Linked DNA regions of Oryctolagus cuniculus: region 2 is linked to region 1. The links are chromatin contacts, called in public Micro-C maps. All regions are on one chromosome and are shown on one strand. Each heading gives the region's core, a stretch centred on a gene start, on an enhancer-like site or on the middle of the called end of the contact. The rest is flanking DNA. Distances are from core to core; before and after follow the strand shown.

The links. A called contact is a pair of places that touch in the nucleus more often than the background predicts.
Region 2: a Micro-C map of ear pinna shows a contact between it and region 1, with 5 times the contacts expected there. The contact joins the promoter of PDZRN3 here to the enhancer-like site in region 1. A contact is called at or near these places in 3 of 6 Hi-C or Micro-C datasets (ear pinna, psoas muscle and skin fibroblasts).

What each region holds. Positions count from the first base shown.
Region 1 is chr10:75,471,301-75,474,553 of mOryCun1.1, reverse strand. No RefSeq gene overlaps it. Among named protein-coding and RNA genes, the nearest start is that of PDZRN3, 170 kb to the left of the region's middle. Within about 2 kb of position 1,298, at least 2 of the 8 cell types and tissues checked have an H3K27ac peak or open chromatin away from gene starts, as enhancers often do. A contact at or near this core is called in ear pinna, where this site is marked.
Region 2 is chr10:75,639,914-75,642,951 of mOryCun1.1, reverse strand. PDZRN3 (PDZ domain containing ring finger 3) reads right to left here and starts at 1,574. Exons shown (of 10, transcript XM_051851467.2): 1 at 852-1,574. The coding sequence starts at 1,574. It overlaps LOC138844074 (a long non-coding RNA gene), which reads left to right. Exons shown (of 3, transcript XR_011379474.1): 2 at 1-3,038.

The DNA.
Region 1 (3,253 bases), core at 49-2,548:
ATGAATCAGCTGTGTGTGTCTCTCTGTCTCTCTGCCATTTGAATAAAATGAAAACAAACCATAGTCACTGGAGCCTGGGGACACTGTTTTTTTCTTAAGGAAACTGAAAGTAAATCCCTTAATGAGAGCAGCCAGGCCTCCCACTGGCTCTGCTAATCAGTTCCTGTGACACCTTATCAACCAAAGCCCCACCTGCCATTCTCCCAACACTCCCGGTGGTGGGCACAACTCCCATCATTTCAAAATTGAGACATGATGAGAGTCCTATTTTTCAAGTTGAAAGAAGTCAAGTTGGCAAGCTAGGGCATGACAGCAAACTGTCCACACTGCCCACTCCTCCTCCCCGCTCCTTTCGCAAAGTGCCTGATTGCCCCATCACCACTGGAGCAAGTCTGGGTACCAGCTCCCTCCCAGAAAGTTCTCCTTGGGTTGATAAAGAGAGGGAGGTTGAGTCTCCCACGGCTGAGCCCGCAGCCTGGCCAGCTTTTCCTTTGTCAAGTGGCATCACACGGAAAGTATGAGGTGTTGTCACAGGAATAATTGGCCACCCTGGAGAAGGAAGGGGGATGTTTGCTCGCTCGTCTTGGACAGGACAGGATCATCTGCGTCCTCCGGGGGACACTTCACCAGGAAGTGTCTTTGGTTCATTTTCTATTTCAGAAAGATGACTGCTAAAATTATCTGGGCTAGGAATGTGACAGAATTCTGGCCCCTGAGCACTTGGTATGGAAATAAACAGCAGAGCCGATTATCTCTATTCAAGTTTAAATAAAACCGTATGAAGAGCTCAGCTGGCTCCCCCTCCCACCGCCACCTCTTATGAAAGACCCACGATTCTTGGAACATCTATTACAACAGAGCTTTCTCCCCCTCCTTCCTTCTCCCCCCACTGAGAAAGGCCCTGGTCATTGCAGCTGTGTGGGAGTCAGCCAGCGCCTCCAGCTCTTCCCCGAGTGCCCGGAGGCCAAGAAACCCCACACCCATTTCCACCAGCCCTCGTGCGTGCGCGCGTGCGCGCACACACACGCCTTCTAACATTTCAGAAGTGTGTCCATTTTCAGAAATGTAACGGGGACCATTAGGATTCATTTGCGCTTTGCTCATCAAAGTTGTATTTTGCAAGAGTCCGTTGATGTCAGTCCCCTTCCGCTCTCTCTGAATCTTTTATCTCAGCACCAGGAAGTCACACGCTGCCAGCCCACTGCGAACTGTAACCACAGAAAGTTGGAGATGAGTTCAAAGCTCAGGATCCTTGAGCCTCAGCCTCGGAGAGGTTTTCACCTTGGCAGTGGGGCGTTCCCCGCTCATCGCGGGTGGCCGGGGTCTGGGTGACGTGGCTGGTGGGTGGCTCTTGCAGTCTGAGGTATGAGTGAGGAACGCAGCCCTGCCCCCAGAGGTGCTGTGCAGGGGGACTTGGTTTCATTTTCCACACAGATGCCCGAGTGGAATGAATCGCTCTGCTGCCTCTCTCTGGCTTCAGACAGACAAGGGTTGCCATGAGCTCCGTCTCACAGGGAAAAAAAGAGCTAACCCAGGCTGAGGGATGGGGAAGCTTTTTTCTGCCAAGGGCCCTTTAGATATTCATAACAACATTCCCACACCATTCAAAATTACCTACTTAAAAAGGAGCCTGTGATAGCTTTATTGAATTGTGAGCTTTGGCCAGGCCAAAGGATTTCGGGAGCCTTGTTCTGTTCCCCACCCCTACAAGCTCAAAATCTCCTTCTTGGTTCTTTCTCCTTAATTTCATCTCTTTCCATCAAGCCTCTTTTGCTCCTCAGTCTTTATTCTTCCCCGATATAGAACAGTCTGGATTCTCTGCACTCATCTGGTAGATTTTGTTTTCTTAATTTTTTTTTTTTTTTTTTTTTTGTACATGATCCCGCTCCTCATGGCCTCACCTCCTCAAGCCATCTTGAGAACATGTGGATATTCCTCCAGTTACTATTTGGGTACCAGCTTTTGTTACTATCACCTATTAAAAGGACATCAGTCTCCCAGGGAACTTCAGAAAGCTTGCGGGGGATCCGGCGTTGTGGTGCAGGGGGTCGAGCCGTCACTTATAATGCTAGCATCCTACTTCAGAGAGTCAGTTCAAGCTCTGGCTATTCTGCTTCTGATCCAGCTCCCTGCTAATGCATGTGGGGAAGCAGTGGGTGATGGCTCAAGTGCTTGGGCCCCAGCCACCCATGTGGGAAACCCAGATGCAGTTGCTGGCTCCTGGCTCTTGCCTGGTGTAGCCTTGGCTGGTGTAGCCATATGGAGGAATGAACCAGAGAATAGGATAAATCTGTCTCTGTCACTCTGTCTTACAAATAAATAATTTATTTGAAAAGGCAGAGTTACAGAGAGGCAGAGGCAGAGAGAGAGGGGGAGAGAGAGAGAGAGGTCTTCCATCCACTTGTTCACTTTCCCCAGATGGCCACAATGGCTGGAGCTGTGCCAATCTGAAGCCAGGAGTCAGGAGCTTCTTCTGGGTCTCCCATGTGAGTGCAGGGGCCCGAAGACTTGGGTCATCTACTGCTTTGCCAGGCAATAGCAGAGAGCTGGATCAGAAGAGGAGCAGCCAGGACTAGAACCGGTGCCCATACGGGATGCCAGCATGGCAGGTGGCGGCTTTACCTGCTACACCATCATGCTGGCTCCATAAATAAATAAATAAATCTTAAAGAAAAGCTTATAGAAATGGAATTAAAATATAAATTTATTTGGGTGCAAAAAAATTTTGAAATCTGTGCATACAAGAGGTCTTCAAAAAATTCACTGAAATGTGTGTTATGATTTATGTAAGGATTTCATTTTTGGCAGTAAAATCAACAAAAATTTAATTTTCCATAATCTTTTTGCAATACTTTCATGTGTTGATATCTTTATCATCCATATCTGTATCTATGTGCTTTTAAAATTTATTTATTTGAGAAAAAGAGAAAATATGTGTTTGTGTGTGAGAGAGAGAGAGAGAGAAAGAGAGAGAGAGAGAGACAGACAGACAGAGAAAGAATGCAGAGAATGTTCCCCTCTCCACTGGTTCCTGTCCTAAATGTTCACAATGTCTAAAGCTGGTACAAGCCGCAGCCTAAAGTCAGGAGCTCAATCCAAGCCTCCCACAGGGGCGGCAGAGATCCAAGAACTTGAACTGCCCCCTCAAGGCCCACAGTAGCCGGAAGCTGGATTAGAAACTGGAGCTGGGAATTAAACCCAGACACCCTAGCATGAAATGCGGGCATCCTAGCCAGCATCATAAAGGCTAGGC
Region 2 (3,038 bases), core at 325-2,824, 170 kb before region 1:
TCTCCTAGGCCCAGTGCCAGGCTCTCCCTGCAGGCTGACAACAACCTTTCAAGCTCAGGCGCCCCCGAGGTGAGGCCAGCCACAAGGTCACCCAGCTGGGTTAGCAAAAAAAAAAAAAAAAAAAAAAAAAAAAAAGATGGAAAAGCAGCTCCAACTCCAGAGGACTCCCAAGATCACTTTATACTTGCTGGGGGAGGGGACAGATTCTTTCTGCAATCCCCAGATGGCAACCTCGGAGGGTGGCTGGCTGTGTGTCTGTGTGTGTGTGTGCGTGCGCGCGCGCATCACGTCTCCAGGGACGGCTGTTTCCAACTGGAGAGAGGTTAAGCGGCGCGCTCAAGGTCAGCCAGCTGGCTGGCAGCAGCGCCCACGTCTGGATGCAACTCTCCCTCCAGAGACCTCGCTCCATCTCTGGCATCCTTCTTCGCTTAACGACTCTACCCCGGCTGTGGAATCCCCGAGGATGCGCGGATCCGGTTCGCCCTGTCACTATTTCCTCCTCTGTGTCACGTCTACATGGGCTGTGTGGTTCCCTGCTTGGAAGAGCGTGGGCGGCTTCTCCAAGACCTCTCGGTAACCAGCTGCGCCTCTGCACACAGCACTGGTTCTGGGGCTGCCTCCTTCCCCCACACTTGGCTACGGGCGCCTCGGGCTGTCTGGTTGTGACTCTGCGTCCCCCCGAGCGTCCGGCCATTAGGGACCACCCTTCCCACACCCAGGCTCAGCGACCTCAGTGACACAGTTGGCAAGCGTCGGAAAGAGACGCGGAGCCAAGGATGCTCCTGGGAAGCTCCTGGCACCCCGGGACCCAAAGGCAGGGGGGCGGGCCGGGCCGGGCAGGGGGCGCCTACCTTGCCACCGGGCGGCGCGGCCACGCAGCGGCTGAGCGAGTCGAGGCGCGCGCTGTACTCGGTGAACTTCTTCTGGTAACGCAGCGCGGTCATCTGCAGCTCCAACTGCGCCGCGGCCAGCTGCGCCACCAGCGACTTCTCGCGCTTGCCCGCGCGCAGCGCCTCCTTCTTGAGCGCCTTGTGCAGCGCGCCCAGGCGGGCCTGCAACGCGCCGTTGTGCGCCCTCAGGGCCCGCGCGCAGCAGTGGCCGCCCGCGCGCTGCTCGCCCCGCGTCAGGGGCAGCCCGCAGCCTTCCTGGCAGCGGCCCACGGGCCGCGCGTCGCACGCGTCGCGCATGTGCGCCTCCACGTCGCGCCGCAGCAGCACCTGGCCGCAGCCTGCGTGGCGGCAGCGCGCGGGCGCGAAGTCGCAGTGCTGGAGGTGCTCGGGCAGCCGCTGCAGCTGCACCACCCGGCCGCAGCCGCGCGCCGCGTGCGCGCACTTGATGTCCAGCTTGAGAATGAGGCGCTTGAGGGGCAGGACGTGGTTGAGCTCCTTGGCTGACAGGCGGCCGCGGCAGCGCGCCGGGCAGTTACCTTCCTGTACCACCCAGGGCAGCACGCAGCCGGCGCAGAAGACGTGGCCGCACGGCGTGGTCAGCGGGTCCTCCAGGACCTTATGGCACAGGGCGCACTTCAGGTCCGGGTCCACGTCGCCGTCGAAGCGGTCCAGCTCGAAGCCCATGGTGGTGGCCGGGCCGGGGGTCGCCGCCGGGCGGGCGGACGGCTGCCCCCTCCCTCCCTGCCTCCCTGCGAGGCGGCCCAGACACGCCGGCTGCGCCGCCCGCCCGCTCGCCTGCTCGCTCTCCCCGGACTGAGCCTAATTGCTCCAGACTTCCTCGGAAAATGCCCGAGGAACAGGACTCCTCCGGCCGTATTTGCGCGAGTGCGAGCGCACGCACATCCCGCCTAGGCGGCCTCCCGCCCGCACCCGGCCCGGGAGAGGAGACCGGTGGCCAGGACACTTTGGGAGTTGGGGGAGTGGGGACCCTGGGGCTTGGCGAGGAGGCCTGACGCCCTCGGGACGCCTGCTTGTACCCTCCAGGGGCCTCGTCTTCCGCTCTCTCGGAATTTTCAGCACAGGAGTCCCTGCTCCAGCCGTGAAGCCCTCCCTGAGTTCGGCCCTGCTGTGGCCTCCTGTGCCCACACAGCCGTCGCTGGATCGACCCCTTCCCAAGCGGATCAAGGCTTTTGGCTCCCAACCTCCTCCCCTTAGCCTGTGGCTTTCTACAGAGGAAGCAGTACAGCCAGAGGCCCGCTATCCCAGCATTTACGGCCTTTATTTATTTATTTCATCCCAGGGAAAGTTACAGAGCCTGCCAGTTGTCCCTGCTGCAACTTCAGTTTCGGCCAGAGTCTCTGCAGCCCCTGGGACCGGGCTGGCGGAGGTTTCCAGGACCGGAGAGAACCTGCGGGGAGTGAATTTGCGGGGCCTTGGGCTGCCGGTCCGCTGTCGGGGTGGGAGAGGCTGACGTGCTGGCTCCAGCCACTTCATGCAACATGTCCCAGGCGTCTGTGCCGCGTTCAGAGTGGCAGGCCTTGTGCTGGGCGCCACTGAATCTGTCTCCTTAAAAATCTTCCGTGGTGAGAGAGCTCCATTTGCAAACGCCCGCCCCCCACCCCCACCCCCACCCCCACCCCCACCCCGCCCTACAGTGAGCGCTGCTGAAATCTAGAATTTGGAGAATCCCTGTAACCTCAGCTGCGTTCCTTCAGTCCTCGCTGTCGGTTCTTCCCTGTCCCCTTTGTCATCCTTCGTTTTCTCAGGCTGAGAGAAGGTCCCCCCCCCCCCCATCTTCCTGTAGGGTCCTGTAGATGAGTGTTTTCAAAATTCTAAACGTGGTTGCGCCAGAATTTGGATGCAGAATTTGGAGAGTCTGCACATGGAAGGAACTTCCAAGCAACGCTGCTGCTGTTGCTGGCCCGTGAATTTCCGCTTGACTGGAAATTCCTGGCCCACGGTGGGTCTGGACTTTCTTCTTCCACTCTGGGGTAGCTTTTCAAGCTGTATAGGGAGCCTGACTGGTTAGTCTTCAGCAACACTTGTGCGTGTTGAAAGAGTATTTTGGGGATTTGAACCTAGGTGGAAAGTTCATAGCATCACCCACGGCTGAAGGGAGCTTTTTTTTTGTTTAACCTCCAAGGCGGT